Linked DNA regions of Columba livia: region 1 is linked to region 2. A link is a contact called in public Hi-C data. All regions are on one chromosome and are shown on one strand. The core of a region is the stretch at or near the end of the contact, and the rest is flanking DNA. Distances in the headings are between cores, read along the strand shown.

Region 1 (6,581 bases), core at 3,770-6,269, 44 kb after region 2:
GCTGACGCAAGCTCATACAACATACAAAGCAATAGAAAAAAACATCTTCAAACAGCCGCAGGCTGGGTTAGGAGGAAGAGAGAGGAACGAGCCACCGTTACTTTGAATTTCCAAAGACGCTTTTCTACACTGAAGGTAAAAAGACCAGAGACCCTAACGCTTTTTAACGGCACAGCCAGGCACATAAATCACTTGTCTATGTTATACAAGCCCTTATTTTTGTTCTGCTACCTATTCTGGGCTGTCAGCCAGCAAGAACACATTCATAAGGGGGGAAAAAAAAAGCCTCCCAACAAGATGACTCTGCAGAAGGCACATCGCAGCAGAGCCGCAAGCCGCGCCGCATCATTTTTGGTGCAGTCTCTTGCTTCCTGGAAACACACAGCACATTTCTGTCTCACCTGCTAAATAATTTACAGCTTGGGATTTGTACAAAACACTTCATATTTTTTTTAATTATTTTTTTTTTCCCTCCTGAAGCAGCAATTACAGAGCAGGCAGAAGCAGGCGAGCCCGCAGGAGCTGACGAGGATCCTGCAGCGGCTGGGCTAATTACAGCACGTCAAATTAAAAACAAAAAGCGGGGCTGCCTTGGCAGGTGGCAAAGGCTTACAGGATGCACTCTATTTTTCCCCTCCTTAAGACATGATTTAACGAAGCGCTTAGCTGGCTCTAAGGAAGCCTGCTGCCCATAATCCTCATGACGCAACCCCGAATTAGCAAACCAGATACAGCAGGATCCCAGGGGGGTCACCTGTGTTATATTCATCCTCTTCCCCGCACCAGCACCAAACGGGACGGAGTGTCGGGAGAGGCTGGAAAAGCCCTGGTTCTCCTGCCATGGATGAGCTGCGTTGCCACCAGCTCAGATCCTGATTTCTCTCTCTGCATCGAGCCATACCCTGGGAAACACATCGACAACCCTGTTACAAGTATGTGCCACGGGTCCCATCCTGCTCTCCCTTTTCTGCTCATCTCCAGCATTTTTCCGTCACTCGTCTGCACAACCAAAGCCCGTGGGATCTGCGCTACTGTAACAGGACCGGGTTTGTTTTTCGGTTGGGTTTGAAGTTTCTTTTCAAACCTATCTCAAGCAAAGAGGTACTGGTGCTTTTGAACATCTCCAGATCTTCAGCTGCACAAGTGCTTCCAAGCCTAGGGACAACAGCAAGTCCCAGTGGAGGAAGGCTAAGCAGAGTTGAGCATCTACTACTTATCATAGAATAATTTTGGTTGAAAGAGACGTTCAAGGTCATCAAGTCCAACCATAACCTAACTCTGGCACTAAACCATGTCCCTAAGAACCACATCTCTGTGCCTTTTAAACCCCTCCAGAGATGGTGACTCCACTGGGCAGCCTGTCCCAATGCCTGACAAACCTTTTCGTGAAAAACTTTTTCCTGATATCCAATTTAAACCTCCCCTGGTGCAACTTGACACCATTTCCTCTCATCCTATCGCTTGTCACTTGGGAGAAGAGACAAACACCAAACCACTACAGAAAAAAAGGAATTGGTGCAATACAACACTAAAGAGCAGATTTGGTTTCAAGACGTTTCAGTGCTGTTCTCCATGCCCAACACAGGAGCAGGTCTCGACAATGAAGCCAAAAGAATCAAGAAGACGGGGTGACCACGATCCCAAAGAGCATCCCCAGTTGAGCATTGATGCCCTGCACCGCTCAGGCAAACGTGCTTCCCAGCCACTTCCACCTGTTCCAACATGTGGAGGTTTCATGGTACAAGGAAAGCAGAGCAGGCTGGGGAACACTCATTTTCACCTCCCACATCAGGGAAATGGCTCAGACAAGGGGACCTTCATGCTTGGCTGCAAACAAACCCTCGAGCCACAGCTGACATGGGCATGACCCACCTTACCACCCCCCAGCTTGATGTCCCCATCCCAATGGTTGCATGTAAGTCATGCCTCCATCACCCTCTTAATTAATTGCATGCTGCAAATGGGTAATTTGCACAGTTAATAGCTTTTAGGGGTCACAAGCTTCCTGGGCACACGCATGGGGGACGTGGCTGGCAATACAACAGCTCATTTGTGACCCAAACCCACTTGGTGGCCCGGTGAGGCACAACACCAGGAGAAAGTTGGTAGAACTACAGGCATTTGTGTCCTGAAACAGCGTGACACCTCCAGGCAGTCACAATCTCAGGTTGTGTACAGTGCCACCCTGCTGCCAGCGCACCGATAAACCCAAAAAATATATTAAAAAAGACAGGTCATCACAGGACACTTGACCGTGGTAGAGAATAGCAGGGCCAGAGAGCTGTAAGACAGTACAGACCAACAGTGCTAAATTAATACTCTGGGGAACTGTTTCTGAGCAAAATTAGCAGATTGGTAGAAATGGCAGCTGGCTCCATGGCAATGCCTTGGCACAGGTCAGGAATGGGCTGCACAGCCCTTCCCAAAGGTCAGCTGCACCATCCGCCGATCAGCACCGGGAAATCTCTTGCGACATTTAAGGAGGAAAAAAATAATGAAGTGAACCCAGAAAGCCAAATAAACAGATCTGGAAGTTTTACGGTAACTTTGCAGCCGGGAGGAGCCCACCTCCTGCCCCGCTCACCGTAAAAAGGATCAAGTTACCCTCTCTGAAAAAAGTTGCCTGTGAGGAGAGCACCAAGAAACAAAACAATTTTCTGCTTCTTGCAAAGCATCCAGCCATTTCAGCTGGTTTGGGGTTTGTGAAACCAAGAGTCCAGGGCTTACCCTGCTCAGCAGTCCCTTTATTACATCTCGAGAGCAAAATGCAGGCAGCCGACTGTGCCAAAACGGCAGCACCGGCACATCTGGTCCCCATGAAGGAAAACCCAGCAGCTGTTCCCGCAGCCAGAGCCAACCGGAGCTCACAAGAATCCCCGGCAGCCACAGTTCTGCTCCAAGCAGATGAAATGCCCAGGGTCCCCAAACCTCCAAATCAAAGCAAGGTGACATCGTGCTGGGTATCAGGGGAGATATTGGAAACTATCTTGCAGCTGCTGGTGGACACCCAAAGCCCACGCCAAGCAAGGGAAACCACAACCAACACCAACCTTATGCAACCGCTGCCAAGCAGCTATCGCTCAAAAAACAGCCAGGCAGATTTGGGTTTGCTGCACCACTAAGAGACCCACCAAGTATTGATTTGAAGTTACTTCCCTCGGGCTGGAAAAACATTAACTCTTTGTGGTGCTAAAGGGAGTTGCCCAAAATTTTGAAGATGAAGATGTCAAATGAAGAAACTCTGGCCGTTGGCCAAGGGAGCATCCTGCCAGCATACGAGCCAACGGGAATTTTGTCTTACAGCTCGTTTGCTCGTACAATCAGCACACGCCAAGTGTGAGTAACACGCATGCACAAGCAATGCACATTTACTCAGTCTTGGCTTCATTTTGCAAAATTGCTGTTGCATTTCCCTATACCTTTTTATCAGGGGCGTCAAACTCATTTTCACCGGTGGACGCGTCAGCCTTGCGGTTACCTTCCAAGGGCCAAATGTAATTTTAGGACTGTATAAACATAACTACTCCTACATTTTTACAGCCCTAAAATTACATTCGGCCCTTTGAAGGCAACCATGAGGCTGATGCAGTCCCCGGTGAAAATGAGTTTGACACCCCTGCTTTATATCACTCTGTTTTCCCCCTCCCCCCTCTTCTATACCCGCAATTCTCAGCTGACCTCCAGGATCCCGGCTGGAGCTCCATATCTCAAGCTTCCCATCAGCATCTCATCTTCCAGATGTGCAGCAGCGCTCGCCTCTCCCAGTGGGAAACCAGTGCTCGAGAGCACCCGGCCAGCACCGCGCTGCTTCGCTACTGCGTGAAGTCACCCTTCACCTTCAAAGCAACGAGGCTGTTTCCCAGCTAATGCTCTCTCAGCTTTAGATTATTTTTTGTTTACCCGGATTCCTGCCGAGCCAGCACCAGCTTGCTAAGATCCACCTTGAGTTCAAGAGCAAGTGCACTCCTCGGTTACACAACCCAGCCGCAGCAGCTGCGGCGTGTGCCTGACACACCAAATTACCATCTCTCGCCAAAAAGACAGGATGTAGCTCTGAAATGCTGACTGGGAAGGGCTCTATTTGGAAAGGTAAACCTGAGGGTGAACCCAGAGGAAAAACATTTCTGTGTTAAGCCAGGGCGGCTGCCTGCAATTAGTGTTGGTGGTGAGTTCTGCTGCCTGTCCAAGGGGTGGCAAGAAAAGCAGCTGGGAGGGAGAAATGGATGGATGGACAGACTCCAAAACAGTGCTGAGCTTAGGGAACAGGGCAGGGGGGTGAAGCAAGGATCCGCTCAGACCTCGAGGTGCGGCACAGCCCTGGATGAAACCTCTGGGGAGAATGCCGCCCTTTGCTGCCTGCAGTAAAGCAGGGATGGAGGGGATGGAGCCGGCGGACAGAGAGGATGGAGCCGGGGATGTCAGACCCAGCCAGTGCCCGCTGGCAGGGTTGGGGGCGCGGGGGCTGGGGCAGGCAGCACCGCCGGGGTGGGCACTGGGGAGCACCGCACACCACACGGCACGGCGGACGGCGGAGGGGGGGCAACAGGATACCCAAATATACACATATCCCCCCAAAACACACCCCTGCCCACCCGCCCCAAACCAGCCGAGCAGCACGCACCCCACGCGCGGGCGGGCAGCGCTGCACTGCAGCACATCCCCACCCCCCCACACCGCGGATCTTGCGCGGGCGGCGCCGCAGGGACGGACCGACACCCCCCCCCCCGCTCCGCGCACACACACACTCAACACTCACCGTGAGGAAGCCGGCGAGCCCGGCGGCGCTCCGGCACGCCGCGGCGGCCCCCATGGTGGCGGCTGGAGCCGGGGCCGCCGCGCAGCGCGGAGGGGCTGCGGGCGAGGCGCTGCCCGTCCAGCCGCGCTGCCTCAGGCGGCGGGGCGCGGGGCCGGCAGCAGCCGGCGGGGGCAGGCGCCCATGGCGGCGGGCCGGGGCCGGGCGGGGGTGGCCCTGCCGCCCGCCGCGCTCCCACCTGCCTGCGGGGCCGCGGGCTGCGCTCTGCCGCGGCGGGGCGGCGCGCACGTGGGGCGGCGCGGCGGGGCGGGGCGGCCTTTGTGGCGTCACCGGCCGCGCAACGGCGCCCCCCCCGCGCTGCGCGGCGCAGCGCACACGGACCCCCCACGGCTGACACTGCTTGCATGTGGGCAGGGACAACAACCCCAGTATAAACTGGGGAATGACATGTTAGAGAGCAGCGTAGGGGAAAGGGACCTGGGGGTCCTGGTGGACAGCAGGATGACCATGAGCCAGCACTGGGCCCTTGTGGCCAGGAAGGCCAATGGTACCTGGGGTGCATCAGAAGGGGGTGGTCAGTAGGTCAGAGAGGTTCTCCTGCCCCTCTACTCTGCCCTGGGGAGACCATACCTGGAATATTGTGTCCAGTTCTGGGCCCCTCAGTTCCAGAAGGATAGGGAACTGCTGGAGAGAGTCCAGTGCAGGGCAACAAAGATGATGAAGTGGAGCATCTCCCTTATGGGGAAAGGCTGAGGGAGCTGGGGCTCTTTAGCTTGGAGAAGAGGAGACTGAGGGGTGACCTCATTAATGGTTACAGATATATAAAGGGTGAGTGTCACAAGGATGGAGCCAGGCTCTTCTCGGTGACAACCAATGATAGGACAAGGGGCAATGGGTTCAAACTGGAACACAAGAGGTTCCACTTAAATTTGAGAAGAAACTTCTCAGTGAGGGTATCAGAACACTGGAACAGGCTGCCCAGGGGGGTTGTGGAGTCTCCTGCTCTGGAGACATTCAAAACCTACCTGGACACATTCCTATGTAACCTCATCTGGGTGTTCCTGCTCCGGCAGGGGGATTGCACTGGATGAGCTTTCGAAGTCCCTTCCAAACCCTGACATTCTGTGATTCTGTGTGATACCCCCCCACACTCCCTCACCTCATAGTCCATGTGCGGCCACCTAGGAACTGCACACAGCTTGGAAACTCCGCAGCGCCCTGCAGCACCGCGTCCCTCGCTTTCCCCAAGCAGTCTACATGGCTTTCCTCACCGGTGTAGCATCCCCCCTGCCTGGCTGTCCTTGGGGTGTGTGAAGCCATGGGGCTGGAGGTGATGCTCACAGGGGCTCTGCCAGAGCGAGCAACTGGCCCTGCTTCCCCTAGCCCATCCTTGTGCTGGGAATCTGCACATTGAGCGTGCGGAAAACGGGGGCCCCATTGGTGCACCTACTGCCTGTCCCTCTGTGCTGGGGTTCGGTTTTGGGACCCTCACTACAGGAAAGACATTGAGGTGCTGGAGTGAGTTCAGAGAAGAGAAATTAAGCTGGTGAGGGGTCTGGAGGACAAGTGGGATGAGAACCGGCTGAGGGAACTGGGGCTGTTCAGCCTGGAGAAAAGGAGACTGGGGGGAGACCTTGTCACTGTCTACAACTAGGAGGTTGTAGCATGGAGGGGGTTGGTCTCTTCTCTCAAGTAACAAGCCATAGGATGAGAGGAAATGACCTCAAGTTTCACCAGGGGAGGTTTAGATTGGATATCAGGAAAAAGTTTTTCACAAAAAGGTTGTCTGGCACTGGAGCAGGCTGCCCAGGGAAGTGTTGCACTCACC
Region 2 (7,253 bases), core at 1,180-3,679:
CTCTCTGGGCAACCTGGGCCAGTGTTTCACCACCCTCAGTGTAAAAAATTTCTTCCTCATGTCTGGCCTGAATCTCCCCTCCCTTTAGTTTAAAACCATCACCCCTTGTCTCATCCCTACAGGCTCAAATAAAAATGGTCATTTAATCTCCTCAGACTCCAGCCTGGAACTGGTGCTCAGGCTGGCACCAGTCATGGCAGCGTTGAGTACCACATATTGGGGCACAGGGACCACCCCTGGTCTTTAATGAAGAATTTCAGGTGCTTTAGAGATGTCACAGAGATTTCCCAGAGCTCAAAGATGAGGGTTGGGTCTATGGGGTGTTGTGGTGAGTATTACATTAAATAGGATTTTAATGTGGTAAAGTCAGCTTGCCAAATGCTCTGAAAACTAGCGAGCACATGAAAATCACTACTTACTCTGGTCAAAATAGACATTTCTTTCTATCTTCAGAAAAATGTGTCCTCAGGACGGAAATAGCTGCGCATTTAGAGATCGACGGTGGTAAGTTGCTGGCATTTTAACGCTGAAAATTACACCTTGTGCTTTTTAACAGAGCCTCAGGGAACAATGAGAATGAATGACGCAGAGGACAGACGCTGAGAGCCTTAATGTCACACTTGGGCCACTTCCCCAGCTTCTGCTGGAGCTGCCAGTGGGGAGCATATGGCCTTCCTCCAAAAACCACATGCAATTTATTGCTCTGATATTAAAGACTGGACTCTGAGCCTAAACATCACCCTTGGGGCAGCAGGGTGTAAATGCCACTTGCTGTAGGATTGTCACCAGGCCAGGGCAGCTCTTGGTGGGCATCGTGCTGTCACTATCAACCTGGAGGAGTTTGGGACCAGCCGAGCAGCACTCACACCTCTTGCAACCTCATCTAAGAAACACTAATTGTGCTGCGCTTGCTTGAACCTGAGCTCTATAATTAGCAGTGCTGTGTCAGCATGTGTTGAAGCTGCAGCATTAGTCACTCGGCTCATTTTCCAGGAGCTGCTGGGACTCCAGACAAATGAAGGGTTATTTTGGGTGACTCGGCCATCGTGCAGTTTCCCTGTGTCTGTCCATCCCTGCTGAGCACGGGTTTCCCCACCCTCCAACGGCAGTGGCGGATTTTTACAGTGACTAACCAGTCTGGGTAGCAGGTTTTGTATGGATAACCCACTGGGTGGCACTTGAGAAGGGAGCTGGAACCTGGCCTGGGGACCCAACCTCAGGGCAGTACTGAGTGCCAAGGTGGCTTAAGAGGGGTTCACCCAAAGAAAGGGTTTGCTGCCCTCAGGGGAAGTTTTTTTAACCCTGCAAACGTCCAAACCCAAACCAGAGCGTTGGGTGCACCTCAGCTAGTGTATGCTGGGATGAGCATCCCCAAATCGGTTAAGCCAGGCTAGTTCAGCCCGGAGAGGAGAAGGCTCTGAAGAGACCTTATTGTAGCCTTTCAGTACATAAAAGGAGCCTACAAGAAAGATGGGGAGAGACTTTTTAGCAGGACCTATTGTGAAAGGAAAAGGGGTGATGGTTTTAAACTGAAGGAGGGGAGATTCAGGCCAGACATGAGGAAGAAATTTTTTACAATGATGGTGATGAAACACTGTCCCAGGTTGCCCAGAGAGGTGGTGGATGATCCATCCCTGGAGACATCCCAGGCCAGGCTGGACGGGGCTCTGAGCAACCTGATCTGGTGAAGATGTCCCTGCTCATGGCAGGGGTGGCACTGGATGAGCTTTGAAGGTCCCTTCCAACCCAAACTGTTCCACAATTTTAAGTTGAATGCTATGTTAGGATGCAAACCAGCTGCTGTATCACTGCCTCTTCCACAAACACACATGTATTCATTTAAAATCCGACATGCCATCCTAGTTTGCTTCCTCCAGAAGGGTCTCAAATGGACCAGAGCACTGGTGGCTCAGAATGTCAGGCTCAGACCAAGACCCACATGGCAGCAAAGCATCATTGGAGTTGTTTATCCATGAGGATGATGTGGAGGAGTGCATTACTTTGGCAATGAATGCAGGAAAAAAGCCACCCCTAGACATTCCCACCCCACATCCTTCCACAGTGAGGTCCTCCAGGGATGCTGCTCTAGGATGCAGCAGGGGAAAGCAGAGCAATATAAGGGAGGAGAAAAAGATGGTAAAGATGAGGGTGAGTATGAGGCCACAGAAAACACAAGTTACTTTTGTTTTCCCCATCAAAAGGCTTTTTTTCCTCCACTATGGAATTGCTTGTATATCCAAGGGGCATGCTGAGCTTCTTCCATAGCACATGCCCATGCTCCTGAATTCAAAGATTATCTCTGTTGGTGACCTGACAGGATTTGGTCCCTGCTGGACCAGCTTCTATTTCCCTGCTAGATCCAGAAAACCTTGTAGGTTCACCTCTTTGGCATGTCATCCTGCACACTCATGGCACAACCGATTAGCTGCAGTTACTGAGTGAGTGTCACCCCCAATTTCTGTCATCATAGAAGGGAGAAATGCCAAGACTATTACATGTTTATTTTATTAGTGGCCCTATTTCTAGGCTAGCAGCAAGTCCAAGGCAGGTTTTGCAGAAGCCTGTGTGCTTTATCCCAGGCAACAAATCCTGACTCAGCCTATTACGTAAATTATTTATCACAATCACAGAAAGTCAGAGGAGACAGAGGCCAAATTAGTCCAGGCAGGGTGGTTGATGCAAGTGAAGTGAAAGCATAAGCAAATGTAGGGCCATGATGAAGGTTCCTGATTTCACAAGAGCAAAGCTCACAAACTAAGCATCACTAAAGCTTGGGTACAAATGCCACCAGTGTAAGGAACATCTGTGGCTCAGATCCGGCCCAGGGGAGCTCACACCCTCCCAAAGGTCACCTGCACACAGCTCCTGGGGGAGGGCAGGGCCATTGTCTTGTCCCTGGGGGAATTTGGATGGGGCCACCCCATGCAAGAGGATGAGAATTGATATTTCATACAGGGGGGATCACACCGTACCACTTGGAACTAGCACTGTTTTGCTTATTCTCCATCTCAAGGATATGAGGAATAAACAACAAGACTGCAAAGAATTAAAGTAACCAGCGTTTCCCAACAGCGAGGGCCCTCCCTTGGGTGTCCACAATGAAAGGGGAGAGGGGAGCAGTGGAAGCCAAGCTCACTGAATAGCATTGAACTTCAAGGAGCAAGATGACCTACCACCCCATGCAGAAATGAGGAGCTCAAGACAAAGCTAGAAGCAGCCCCAAAACATGGGCAGACATTTAATGAACATTTAACTTCATAGATTGCCATCCATTGATTAAAGTCAAGCAAAACTGTTACCTTGAGGGTGCCAGAGCCCTGTTACAGGCTGCCTGGAGAGGTGGTGGAGTCTCATTCTCTGGAGAGATTCAAACCCACCTGGACACATTCCTGTGTGATCTGCTCTGGTGAACCTGCTTTAGCAGGTGGGTTGGACTGGATGGTCTCCAGAGGTCCCTTCCAACCCCAACCAGTCTGTGATTCTGTGAAAAACAGGGAGGAAAGTTGGAGGGAAGCTGCAAGGAGAAGATCCCCAAGGTCAATGCAGAGGTGAATGTTATTTCACCTTTCATTAAAGATGTGTGCTGGTGGCACAGCACTGTGTTCACACATTGGATGCACCAAGGAAGACCCTGAGGTCTGGAGCAGCACCAGTGCCAGCCACAGTCCTGGTTTCCCACTCTGCAGTGGGCTGAGCTGGAGGGGACCCGGTGGGGAAGGATGAACTTGCTCACCCAAGAAAAGGGGGCTCTGGGTGTCAGTTCTTGATGGTTTAGCTATAGGAGCTGCTGAGATGATAGACTCCTCCTGACAATCAGGGGGCTGAACAGCTCTGCTGTGAGGACAGGTTGAGAGAGTTGGAGTGATGGTTTTAAACTAAAGGAGGGGAGATTCAGGTCACACATAAGGAAGAAATTTTTTTACAATGAGGGTGGTAAAACACTGTCCCAGGTTGCCCAGAGAGGTGGTGGATGCCCCATCCCTGAAGACATCCCAAGCCAGGCTGGACGGGGCTCTGAGCAACCTGATCTGGTGAAGATGTCCCTGCTCATGGCAGGGGTGGCACTGGATGAGCTTCCACCCCAAACTATTCTATGATTCTGTGATTCTCCACATTGCTGCTACAGGAGTGGAAACCTCTAGAGGCTTGGGGATGGGAACCCTTTAAATGATGAGGCACGAGTCAGAACTCTGAGAAAATCTGAGGGAATGGGATCACAGTCTTCAAATAACCTACAGGAGGGAGCCAAGGTGCAGACAGGGAGGGATAAACATCAGGCAGGGAAAATATTTAATTTAGCTAAAGGATCATATTGACACAAGACCAAAACAGGATTATCTGTCCGTGGATACATTTAATTAGAAGAAACTTCCCAGCCATTAGAGCAGAAGAGAGCAGAGGTGAGGAAAAAAAAAAGAAAGCTGTTTTCAAGCTTAAATGTCATTTTAAAAGGGAAATTATGTAAGATGGCAACAGCAGGGATGCCCCATTCTGACACCTCCTTTAGGTGGTCTGACTGCATCTTATCTGGTTAATTCATCTTTACTGTCCAGTAAAGAATTTTTTGGATGGTTCCCAGCCTGGCTTTGGCACAGGTCAAACAGTTCACAGAGCTTGTCCAAGCTGGGACTGGCAGGTGGGTGCTCCCTTCCTAGAAAGGGATTTGGCGGTGCCACCATCCTGGAGACTGGCATAGCACCAGGCCATCCTCTTCCCATTGCTGCCCGTCTCTGCACCGCCAAAAAAGGAAAACAAAAATTTAAAAAAATAATAATAAAAAATAAAACATAGATGAAATGCTTTATTTGCTATGTTGCATTTCATAAGCTTCTATTCCCTTCTCTCACCCCCCTGCCCAAAAAATGATAAAGTTATTGCAGCTTGTGGCCAGCTGCGATTTCCTGGTGTGAATCTCCAGCCACATGGAACCTCTCTGCTTGCAAAGCCCAGAGCTCTGCTCACCTATTTCAGGTCTTTTTCCCATCAATAGCCCTATGAGCTTCACTGCCACGACATGGCAGAGGGAAGGAGCAGCCCTGCCCTGGGGAGACAAGACAGGCTGGGGCAGGAGTGAGTGGTTTTCTCAAGGGGAAACAAGGGCAGACAATGAAGGACCATGTGCTCAGCTCCAGAGCTGGACATTCCTCCCAGCCGCACTTGGTGAGATGGGGCAAGAGGAAAGCAGATGGTCTAACCAGGGAGCTAGCATGGATTTATTTTCAGCTCAAAAACTAATTTAATAGGCAAATAATTACTCAAAAGCATGGTTTGGAAACCCTGCCTCCAACCCTCCCCATCTGCTGGGGCTCAGCACTTCAAACCCCAAATCTTACCCATATGCTCCCCGAAAGAGGCTGGTGGGGGGTCTGACAGGGTGACACTTGTCTCTGAATTTCACCCTGATTTATTTTCTGATCAGTTTGCTGATGGAGAGTTTCACTTCCATCCTTCAGTTTCCCCACCTGTAAAATGACTATAACGCTGCCAACCTCTACAGCAAGGTATCCAGCGCTCTGCTCACTGGGAGAGCTGTAGGATAACTAGTCATTCTTATAATAAATTATCACTAAAGAAGAAGCAGCAGTTACCATGAAAAGCACTCATCAGCCCATCGAAGCACCCAGGAAGATCAATGATTTAATCAATCTAATCCTCATGAAGTATTAGCCTGGAAAGCCCCGAGCTGCCAGAAACAAAGTCAGGCAGATTAATGTCCTGCCCACAGTCCTGTTGAGCCTGACAGGCCCTGGCGGAAGCTCCTGTGCCCAGAAATGTATTTTGAGGGTAGCATGCTTGAAGAGTAACTCATTCCCTTCAAATTAAGTTAAAGCAAAATTAATCTCAGCCATGATGGGAAGGAATAAAGAAATAATAAGAACAAATAATGAAAAATAACAAAAAAAAAATTGAATTGAATTTTAAAAAATTAAAAGAAAAATAAAACTCGCAGGGTAGCAATATTTTATAAATATCAGAGGAAAGACTGAATTCTGATTTTTAATTAGATCACTATTACCCATTAGTCAAGCAGTCAAAGCAAATCTGAGATGAAGAGATAAACATCTCTAACATTGCTTAAGTGATTTCAGAACCAGATACAAGAGCATTTTTGGCATCTAAAGAAAAGAGACAAGAACCTTGCCCAGCTGTAACAGCAGAAAGGTTGGTGCAAGTTTAGGAAACCCCACAAAGTCACCGACTGAGCTGCTGGCCAGCATCTTCACCAACAGCTGATCCAACATTATTTGGATGCTTCTGGTTTAATTCTGTTTGTTTTGTTTGGGGTTTTTTTGTTGTTGTTGGGTTTTTTTTGTTGTTTTCCTGGATTACATTGATTAACAAAATACTTGAGAAAGGGAGGGAAGCCGGGGATTACATTGATTAACAAAATACTTGAGAAAGGGAGGGAAGCTGGAAGAGAAAATTAAATGACAGCAGTAGGAAGGAAACTGTAAACCCCATAAATGCTCACATGGTGAAGCAGCAGCCATGTCCTAAAGGCTGGTTTGATAAACACGTCTGGAGGTGCCACCATGAAGCACGTACTCCATGAATACATAAATGATGACTCCTCTTATTTCTCCTTCATTTTCCCATTTCCTACCAGTTGCCCTGGAAACTCCTCTGTCATGGTACTCATAGGAGTGAAGTCCAAAAGAAGAAAACAGAGCTGCAAAGCCTTCATGACATAAAGCTTAAAGACTTAAAGCCCAGGGATAGGCATGGACCCCCTTGAATAGCCCCCGCATGCCATTCCGAGCCCACGGGGCATCCTTGGGCAGCATCGGCACCGTTTCCATGCAGGTTATTCACATGAAGGCTGCACAGATGTTTCCTCCTACGCAGGGACCGTGTTGCAATTCAGAGGCAATTAGTTGGTGGTAAAAGGAGCTGGAGGGCTGAATAACCTTCCGCAAAACACCGGGTGCTTTTCCAATCTGGAATGCAAGCAGCCACACTGGAGGGTTACAATTAATTTCTCATTAGGAAAAATTCCAATTTGGCAGGGGTAGGAGGAAAGTGTACCAGATACCTTATTCTTCTGCATGGAGCACTGCAATTCATGGGAAAAAAAGAGAGTCATAGAATGGTTTAGGTTGGAAGGGACCTTAAAGGTCATCTAGTTCCAATCCCCCTGCCATGGGCAGGGACACCTTCTGCTGGACCACGTTCCTCGAAGCCCCATCCAACCTGGCCTCGAACAATTCCAGGGATGGGGCATCGACAGCTCCTCAGCGCAGCCTGTTCAGTGC

Evidence for each region. Hi-C and Micro-C count contacts between places; a contact is called where the count stands out from the background.
Region 1: a contact with region 2 is called in a Hi-C map of crop, with 2.6 times the contacts expected there. The contact joins the promoter of TNFRSF21 here to the enhancer-like site in region 2. A contact is called at or near these places in 2 of 2 Hi-C or Micro-C datasets (crop and liver).

Annotation. Positions count from the first base shown.
Region 1 is chr3:7,118,573-7,125,153 of bColLiv1.pat.W.v2, forward strand. It overlaps TNFRSF21 (TNF receptor superfamily member 21), which reads right to left and starts at 5,020. Exons shown (of 7, transcript XM_065055732.1): 1 at 4,757-5,020. The coding sequence starts at 4,810.
Region 2 is chr3:7,076,877-7,084,129 of bColLiv1.pat.W.v2, forward strand. No RefSeq gene overlaps it. Among named protein-coding and RNA genes, the nearest start is that of ADGRF5, 30 kb to the left of the region's middle. Within about 2 kb of position 2,430, at least 1 of the 3 cell types and tissues checked has an H3K27ac peak away from gene starts, as active enhancers do.